Linked DNA regions of Mus musculus: all the other regions are linked to region 3. The links are chromatin contacts, called in public Hi-C maps. All regions are on one chromosome and are shown on one strand. Each heading gives the region's core, a stretch centred on a gene start, on an enhancer-like site or on the middle of the called end of the contact. The rest is flanking DNA. Distances are from core to core; before and after follow the strand shown.

Region 1 (2,700 bases), core at 126-2,625, 140 kb before region 3:
AGAGGAGATGCAGGTGGGAAACTGGGCACGGATACTCGAAGTTGAGGACCAACTTCCTTAGTACATAAGACTTACGAGAAATCAATTCAAACCCACAGTGGAGAAGGGAAGGAGATCCGAGCCAACCATTTACCGAAAGAAAATACACAAAAGAAAAACTAAAGCTGCTATTTTTTTTTTTTTCATCTATCTGGCTGACAACAAATCCCAAGGCTTGATGACGCACATTCCCTCAAAGTCCTTCAGGAAAACACATTTTATACATTGTTGTGGAGAGTGTAGACTGGTCCTCATAGCTTTTTATTGGAAGCCTCCTTCCAGTAGGGGGCAGTGGTGGATGCCCAGAATAGGGAAAAAGGCAGAAACTTGGATCTCAAGTTTTTGCCTCATTCAGTTCCCTTTGCCTATATTGTTTTCTTGCTGAGCCTCAGTTTCCCCATTAATAATCAGGAGAGGGTGTTGCATTTGTCCCCTCCCTGCTACGCACACAAAATGGAGTAGAGAAATGACTTGGCAGTTAAAAACCCTTGGTTGCTCTTGCTGAGGATCTCGGGTTCAAGTCCCAGCACCTATGAGGCGGCTCACAACCATCTGTAACTCCAGTTGCAGGGGATTTGATGTCCTTGCCTTCTTATGACAAGGGCACCAGGCACGCATGTGGTGTAAAGCCATACGTGACAGCAAAATATTCACACACACTAAATTAAAAATAATTGATGGGCTTTAACATTTGCTGTGAGCTTCCCAGGGCTTAGGCACTGGAGTCAAAGGTCTGCTTCACACCACACAGCCTTCGTTAGTTAGGCACAGCTGTCCCCCATCTAACAGGTGAGGAAAACGCCTCAGTGGTTGAGGTTTTGTGAAACCAAACCACTTCCCAGTAAATGTACGGGTGGGTAGGCAGGAGGCCTTGCCGCCAGGGTTGAAATCTGAGGCTGTACGCTTAGTCACTCTGGCTTCCGAGTCTGTGTACATTGCAAAGGGCAAAGATGACATGGCTCTTATTGCTTTAATTAAAACTGGGGTGAAGGCTCGAGATTCAGATTAAAATGAAATTGTGTTTCGCCCGCTGCGGTGCTGAGAAGGCAACGGCAGCGATTACGCCCGAGATTACAAACAATCAAAGAGAAAAGGGCTTTTGCAACCATTTCCTGTTGAAGCCACAAGCATCACACTTTAAAAATAATTACGGCTGTGTTATTGGAACATGATTCATGAATTCTGAATAAATATGAGGGGCCTGAAAGGAGAAAAAAAACGGCTTCAAGACCATAGATTTGCTTTGGATCTGATGAAATTTAATGTCATCTCCCAGCTGGAGAGTAAAATGCAGGGAGGAAATAAAACCCCACCCTATGTACAGGGAGAAAATGGAGTGTGTCACGGGGAGCTGATGTGCACACACCCTTCCGAAGCACGGGCTCAGAAAAATGCACGAGTCTCCCAGGCTTCACTGAAGAAAACTGCAGAGAGCTGGTGCTTACATCTCTCCAGTCTTAATTTTGCATTCTGGTGGCTAAAAATACATTTACGTTAAAGCTCTAGATTCCTGCCTGTGTGAGATGTTTCGATAGGAGACATTAGGGGACGTGCTTAGTGGAGGAACTTGGGCGGTATTCATCTCAGCTCCCCATCATAAAGGTATTTCTCATACAATGCAGTCAGTGTTTACAGCCTATAGTTTGTTTCCTTCCAACTATTATGAGCAAAATTGAATCCCAGGGAACATTCACCCTTTCAAAATGGGGTGGGAACGATAAGAGGAGGTGGGGTGGGGTGGGGGAGGGGCTGGCAGTGTGTTGGTAATGTAATTTCAAGGGTTTTCATAAAAATGGAGCCCCTCCCCCTCTCCCAGCCCATCTCAAAATGACTATGCCCTGTAGGGCTTGGCTTTATACTGGAGGAGAGTCAAAGAGCCCCTGGATTTACGTATGTGCTCATTGCAGTGTGCGAGCTTACCCTATGAACAAGAGAAACATGGCCACACATAGCGACCACCTAGAATGGCATTGGGCTCTAAGCTTCTGAAGGCTCGGGAGCCTGAATCTAGTGTCTGTGTAGCCTCTCGCTCTGTGCCATGGGGTGGGTGGTTTGCTCTCTCCCTAATCTTCTATATCTGTGAGTGGGCACCTCTGAGGAACTTTCCAGGTTATCTCTTGTCACCTGGATATTTTCCTCCTCTACCACGTGCCCAGGAATACCCAGAAGGGACAATGTCTGCCCATACTGCTAGCGAGTCCTTTGCTATCTGGTTAAGTCACACCAATTCAGAAGAGACCCGGAGATGAGGTCATCAGTCAGTGGCTTTGAGACTATTGTCAAATCAACTGAGACTGCAGTAAGGAAATGTCGGTGAGACGGGCTCATCGGGGTGCTAACATGAAAAGTGTGGGCTTTGAAAATGTAACCAGCTCTTCCAAGACTCCATGGCATCTTTAAGACATCCCTCAGAGGGATGTGGGTAAGAGTAACTAAGATGCATTGGTACCCAGAGAGCATATTCCTGTGTCTGGCACACAGCGCACAGTAGCTAGAGAAGTGTTAGTCAGGTTCCCATGCTGCTGAGGTTGCGTCTGCCCCGGATGTGTCCGGATCAGGCATCAGAAAGATGAGCCAAGGGAGCGCACTTACTCGGTGAAAATCAGATTAGGGTAGGCGTTGAAATTAGAAAGATTTTCGTGAAATTATCTTGCTTTCAAA
Region 2 (2,700 bases), core at 53-2,552, 210 kb before region 3:
AGCAACAGAGGAAGCTGGCCTCTGGCCTCGCGCATACGTGTATGGGCACACATATGTATTTATATTCCACACATAAATGCACACACCACACACAAATACAGTTAAAAAAACAAAGTGGAGGTATATAGGGTGGGAGAAAATATATCTGACGAGAGACTTATAAGTAGAATATACAGCGAGGCCCCCACTTCAACTCCATGCAAAGGATATTAAGATTCATTTTTACCGTGGATGTAGATATTGGTAGAGGTTTACAGAGGGTGGAGATATCAGCCCCCTGTCCTCCCCGCCATTTTTCACGTCTGCTCAGAGCTCAGATTTCACCCTCTCCACTCCAGGTTTCTGCCCCTGCTTTCTCCTTTCCCATCTGGTCTGAGACTGTGTGCTCAGGGGTGTGGCTGTGCAGGTGAACAGGTGGAAACTGCTATGGGGCAGGTCGGTGCTGGAGGATGTGTTGATTGACATGCAGGGCTCACCACGCTACATGAGAGTGTATAGGACCAAGAGTGAGAATTTAGGAAGTGTCCCCGCAGCAGCTGGGCTCCTGTCTGTCTTCCACAGCAGTCCCTGTGAATCTCAACAACAAAACAGCTTCCTCCCCCACCTCCCCGCTCCCCACCCCCATCCACCGAATCAAATCCAAGAGCCTGGCTTTACATTTTCAAGTATCTGGGCAATTCCACTGTGACCCAAAACAAGAATCTCTGGGCTGTCTTTTATGATGCCCCAGTTAACAGTTTTTCCTCTTCACACTTTTCTAGCACTGCAGCCTAGGGCAAGTCAGAACCGAGGCAAGCCTCATGAACTTCGTAGGTTCTTATGCTAACAGTCACAAAGACCTCACAGCCAGAGAAGACACAAGTGTCCCATAATTAGAGGCCGGGGGTCTGTTCCTGGGGCTCACTTGTTCTATAACAATGGCCTTGCTCAGCCCTGGACCACCAGGCCTACCCAGCTCAGCCCCTCCACATTCCAATCTCCTGAGAGAAGACTCCAGTCCTCACAGCTTTAACCCTCTCCTGACAAAACCCCAAAGGCCAGTGCTGAGGTTGGGGAGCCAGAAGGAAATGGGAACAGACTCCAGGAGTGAGTGGCTGTTTGGGGCAGCCTGCACTTTGCACTTAAGCTATTTAATTTGTTAGGATCTGACAAGACATAACTTATGAGCAGGGGTACAGCCACCCCCCTGGGGACCCTGGGTGGGCCAGAGTTTGAGGGGCACTGAACGATCCTTACTTCCTTCGGATAGAGTTGGCTACAAGGACAAAGGCTTCCTCCTGAACGTATCTGTCACTCAGCCCATCACAGTAGATTTCTGCCTGGGTGAGTGACCCAGTACCAGGAGGCAGTATGTGACTGTGACAAGAACTCACAGGGCACTCTAAAGCCCATGTCAGATCTTGGCTAAACTCTGCCCCTGCCCCGTCCCTCCTCACACCCCACCCCCATCCCTCCAGTTCTAAATCTTAATGGCGGCTTCTCCAGTGGTAACTGAGTTCTTAATATTTCCAGAGTATTTTGAAGATACTTGGAGACCTTCTCCTGCTCTCACACTCCATGGCTTCTCTGGCCCCTCTAACCTGCCCCACTGATCTCTTGATAGTAGCACCCAAGTGATGTCCCTGGACAGGCCACCAGCCTGCTACAGCCAAGTGCTACTTTAGCAGAGCCCTTCCCCGAGTGTCCTGCCTTCTCCATCTTGACCCACGCCATTCCCTGCTTCTTCCCCTCTGCAGTTTTCATTAGCACTTGTAATCTTGTTCACCGGGTACAAGTTTAAGTAAGGCGTGGTTTCTATTTTGCTAGTGCCTGGCCTTCTGTTTAAAATGGTGCTGAATATGTTATAAACGCTCTCCCCTGCCCCCCCCTCTATACACACACACACACACACATATACATATATATATCATACATGTATAAGCACACACACATATACATACATATTCACACACACTCTTGCACACCACATGTGTACATACACTCACACAAGTATTCATACACACTCACACATGAGCACACACACACACACACACACACACACACTAATGCACACACGTGCCCGTACATGAACTCATGCACACACACACATACTCATACACTCACACACTGCTGAATGAGTGAATGGATCTTGCCAACGTCTGACCACTATTTTCTTCATTTTGCAGACATGAAAGTGGAGGCTCAGAGACACCTTCCCCGGGTCAGAACTTAAGTGCTGGTTGAAGGTAGGTGTTGAACCCAGGACTGAACTGCTCCCGGAGTCACTTGGCCAAGGGCAGGAGAGGCCACTCTCCGAAGTCTCGCAACTTCCTGCTAAGTGTTGCTGCTGCATTGCTGTTTCACACAGTCAATGGACCAACATGGAGACTTTACTTTTCAACTGTGTTTTTGCTTGTTTGTTTTTGTTTTAGTGAAACAGGGTCTTACTACACTACTCAAGCTCCTTAAATTCCTGAGCTCAAGTGATCCATCCTCCTGTCGCAGGCTCCTGAATAACTGCAGGTGTGCTCAACCATACCTGATTTTAAGGCCAGAGGTCAACTTAACCAATGTCTCCAGAAGTCAGAGGAGGAAACAGGGCAATCGGTGCAGAAGGAATGGCCTGGGGTGGGGGAGAGGAAGGGGGAGGGAGGGAGGGAGGGAGAGAGAGTGTGTGGTATCCTGAGGGTCAAGAATTCTTCCAGGATATTTCCAGAAATA
Region 3 (2,700 bases), core at 73-2,572:
GGTGGATGGGATGGGTGAGTAGACGGATGAGTGAATGGGAGAAGGATGGATGGGTGGATGTGTGGGTGGAGGGATGGGTGGATGAAAGTTGGGTGGTTGGATGGATAGATGGATGGAGAAACGAATGAATAAACACTCTTATGATCTACCCCGTGAAAATTTTTTCATAGCAAAGTTGAGGCCAGCCCCCAGTTCTGCTAAAACACAAGCTAAAATCTAGCTGCTTACATACCTCGAGAGTAAAGAGAAGTGATTACATCCTATCAAGTGTCCATCTGTAGGACAGCCTTGTACTCTTCAGTCCTGCTGGTCCTCAAGAACTGCCTTAGTGCCCTACCTTTTCTGATAAGAAAATGGATACAGAGAGGCAGAGTAGCTTACCCAAAGCCACACAGGAACTATCACCTTAGACCATCTATTTCTTTGCCAACTACACTGCTGTTCCCCACCGTCCCTTCAGGACCCCCCTCAAGCTCTGCGGGATGAGCAAGACTCACCTCCGTCTGCGTAGGTCTCCGTGCCATAGCCGTCCTGTAGGCCGTTATTCCAAGTGCCCTCGTACTTGGCACCACTGTTTGTGCTCTGCCGGATTCCGTAGCGCCCCTTAAAGCCATGCGTCCACTCCCCCTTGTAGAGCCAGCGCCCCTTGGTCTCTATGCCAAGCCCATGTCGTTTGCCCTGGCTCCAATATCCCTCAAAGGTATTCCCACTGGGCCAGGTATAGACGCCTGCCACTTCAAAGCCAAAATTCCAGGAGCCCGAGTATTCACCCTGGCCCTTGGGGCCGGTGCACAGTCCGTGCCCGTGTGCCTTTCCCCCTTCCCAGCCCCCACAATACGCCCCGCCATCATCAAAGTCAAAGCGGCCCCCGCTCATCTCATCCTCGCTCCTGACAACTCCTCCGTCCTCCAGCTTGGGCGTAGGGGTACCTGATGTTCTCCAGGCACCTTCAGGTTGAGCCCCTAGACTCACCACCGGGCTAGAGGTGGAAAAAAGCAAGATGCCAACAGAGGCAGCAAAAGCCCAAAGGCCAAGTCAGCAGTGGGGGCGCTGGTCAGTGCCATGGCTGGGAGGCCTCCTCAGTCACCCCAACAAGGCAGCAACTTGAAAAGGAAGCCGACCGAAGAGACTCCAAGTTCCCACAAAGCGTCCCAGGTCCAGCTTCCATGGAGTCTGGTGTGCTCTCCTTAAGAAAAGCAACGAAAGGAGTTGAGGGGTCCTGTCTTTTCAAAGAGGGACAGTTCCCGGTTTAGCAGCCCAGCCGAGGCTAAATTGTCGCCACCCACCCTGAAGCAGCCGCTGGCCCCCTTCTCATCCACCCCAGTGGGCATGCGGCTCAGATCTCCCAGCTGCCCCGCCCCTTCTCCAGCCCTGCCTTCCTCCCAGGATAGAAAGGTCAGTGTTGCCCTAACAAGGCCATTGGATCTCAGAAGCTGCTCCCAAAATAACCCCCTGGCTGGCCCAGCCTCCTTCAGAGCCGGAGGGAGGGAGGGGGGCTTCCAATCCGCTGGGCCTGCAGACCCAGGCAGTGGCCCGAGGGGGCTGAGCAGGAAATCTGAGAACGAAGTGTGGACAGCTTAGCTACTTGGTGGCTTGCCTTCTTGTGGATCAGAGCTGCCTCCCATCTAGAAGTCCCCAGGTTCCGCAGGCAGGGAGAAGAGACGGAGACCAGCAGACCATCTTATCCAGGGCCACTTTGTATCCCCAGAGTTCAGGGGGTGGCAGACATGGGGCCCTACCACTTCGAGCATGCCGAGGCAGGACCTGGGGCTTTGGTCCCTCTGCCAATCCCATTGAAGAATCCAGTGACCTACAGAGAAAGGAATGGAGGACGGTTGCACATATGCCTTTGAAAGCAGAGTGGAACTCAGAATGATCAGAGAGGGTCTAACCAGGGTGCAAACGCAAACAAGCAGGCATTCTGGGCTTACATTTTCTACCCCAGCCCTAGCTCAGAAAACTGGGGGAGAACCCTGATAAAGGGAACTAGTTCAGGAGGCAGGGGATATGGATCAGTTGATAAAGTACTTGTCATGCATTCGAACCCCAGAACCCATGAGAGGGGGTTGGGGGAGTGTAAAGCACTTCTAGGGCTGACAGTCCTCAGCCAAGACCACGGTGTCTTCATTGTCTTGGAGATGTATTTCTTCTTACTAGAAGTTGGTGGAGACCTGGGTGCTAGAAATTCACCAAAGCCTTTTGCTCCTGCCACAGGAGCCGCTGAAGCCTGGCCTTATGTGCTCTTAAGGAGCTGGGGCAGAAGCAAGCTTGGGAAGGGGAATATTGCAAAAATAACGATCCTGAATATTTCTAAAATGAATCTCACTCCACCACAGCCCACAGCCTGTGTGAGGAGTGCAGAGGGGAGGAAAGTCTCCTTCCTGCTCATGGAAGTGTGTGTGTGTGTGTGTGTGTGTGTGTGTGTGTGTGTGCGTGTGTGTGTGTGTTCATAACATGGCTGGAATGGAGGAAGGTTAGAAATCACCGAAGAAAGAAAGAAAGAAAGAAAGAAAGAAAGAAAGGAAGGAAGGAAGGAAGGAAGGAAGGAAGGAAGGAAGAAAGAGACAAAGAAAGAAACAAGGAAACAAAGAAAGAAACAGGAAACAAAGAAAGAAAAGAAGAAACTAAAAGAAAAAAGCTGAGGTCCAAGGGAGCGTGAGACAGTTATCTGACTTCTACCACGTCTGTCTGACGCATTCC

What was found. A called contact is a pair of places that touch in the nucleus more often than the background predicts.
Region 1: a contact with region 3 is called in a Hi-C map of myocytes, with 5 times the contacts expected there. The contact joins the enhancer-like site here to the promoter of Jph2 in region 3. A contact is called at or near these places in 5 of 39 promoter capture datasets (embryonic stem cells, liver, stem cell-derived epiblast-like cells and 1 more), 11 of 484 Hi-C or Micro-C datasets (adipose-derived mesenchymal stem cells, embryonic stem cells, extraembryonic ectoderm and 7 more) and 1 of 9 other capture datasets (pancreatic islet).
Region 2: a Hi-C map of Sertoli cells shows a contact between it and region 3, with 2.5 times the contacts expected there. The contact joins the enhancer-like site here to the promoter of Jph2 in region 3. A contact is called at or near these places in 5 of 39 promoter capture datasets (the 3T3-L1 cell line, cranial neural crest, embryonic stem cells and 2 more) and 3 of 484 Hi-C or Micro-C datasets (Sertoli cells, embryonic stem cells and uterus).

Annotation. Positions count from the first base shown.
Region 1 is chr2:163,252,511-163,255,210 of GRCm38.p6, forward strand. The region is part of intron 2 of Tox2 (TOX high mobility group box family member 2); the gene reads left to right. Among named protein-coding and RNA genes, the nearest start is that of Tox2, 51 kb to the left of the region's middle. Within about 2 kb of position 1,376, at least 84 of the 459 cell types and tissues checked have an H3K27ac peak or open chromatin away from gene starts, as enhancers often do. A contact at or near this core is called in myocytes, where this site is marked.
Region 2 is chr2:163,189,284-163,191,983 of GRCm38.p6, forward strand. No RefSeq gene overlaps it. Among named protein-coding and RNA genes, the nearest start is that of Tox2, 12 kb to the right of the region's middle. RefSeq lists an enhancer at 1-2,253. Within about 2 kb of position 1,303, at least 42 of the 459 cell types and tissues checked have an H3K27ac peak or open chromatin away from gene starts, as enhancers often do. A contact at or near this core is called in stem cell-derived epiblast-like cells, where this site is marked.
Region 3 is chr2:163,396,651-163,399,350 of GRCm38.p6, forward strand. It overlaps Jph2 (junctophilin 2), which reads right to left and starts at 1,323. Exons shown (of 6, transcript NM_021566.2): 1 at 498-1,323. The coding sequence starts at 876.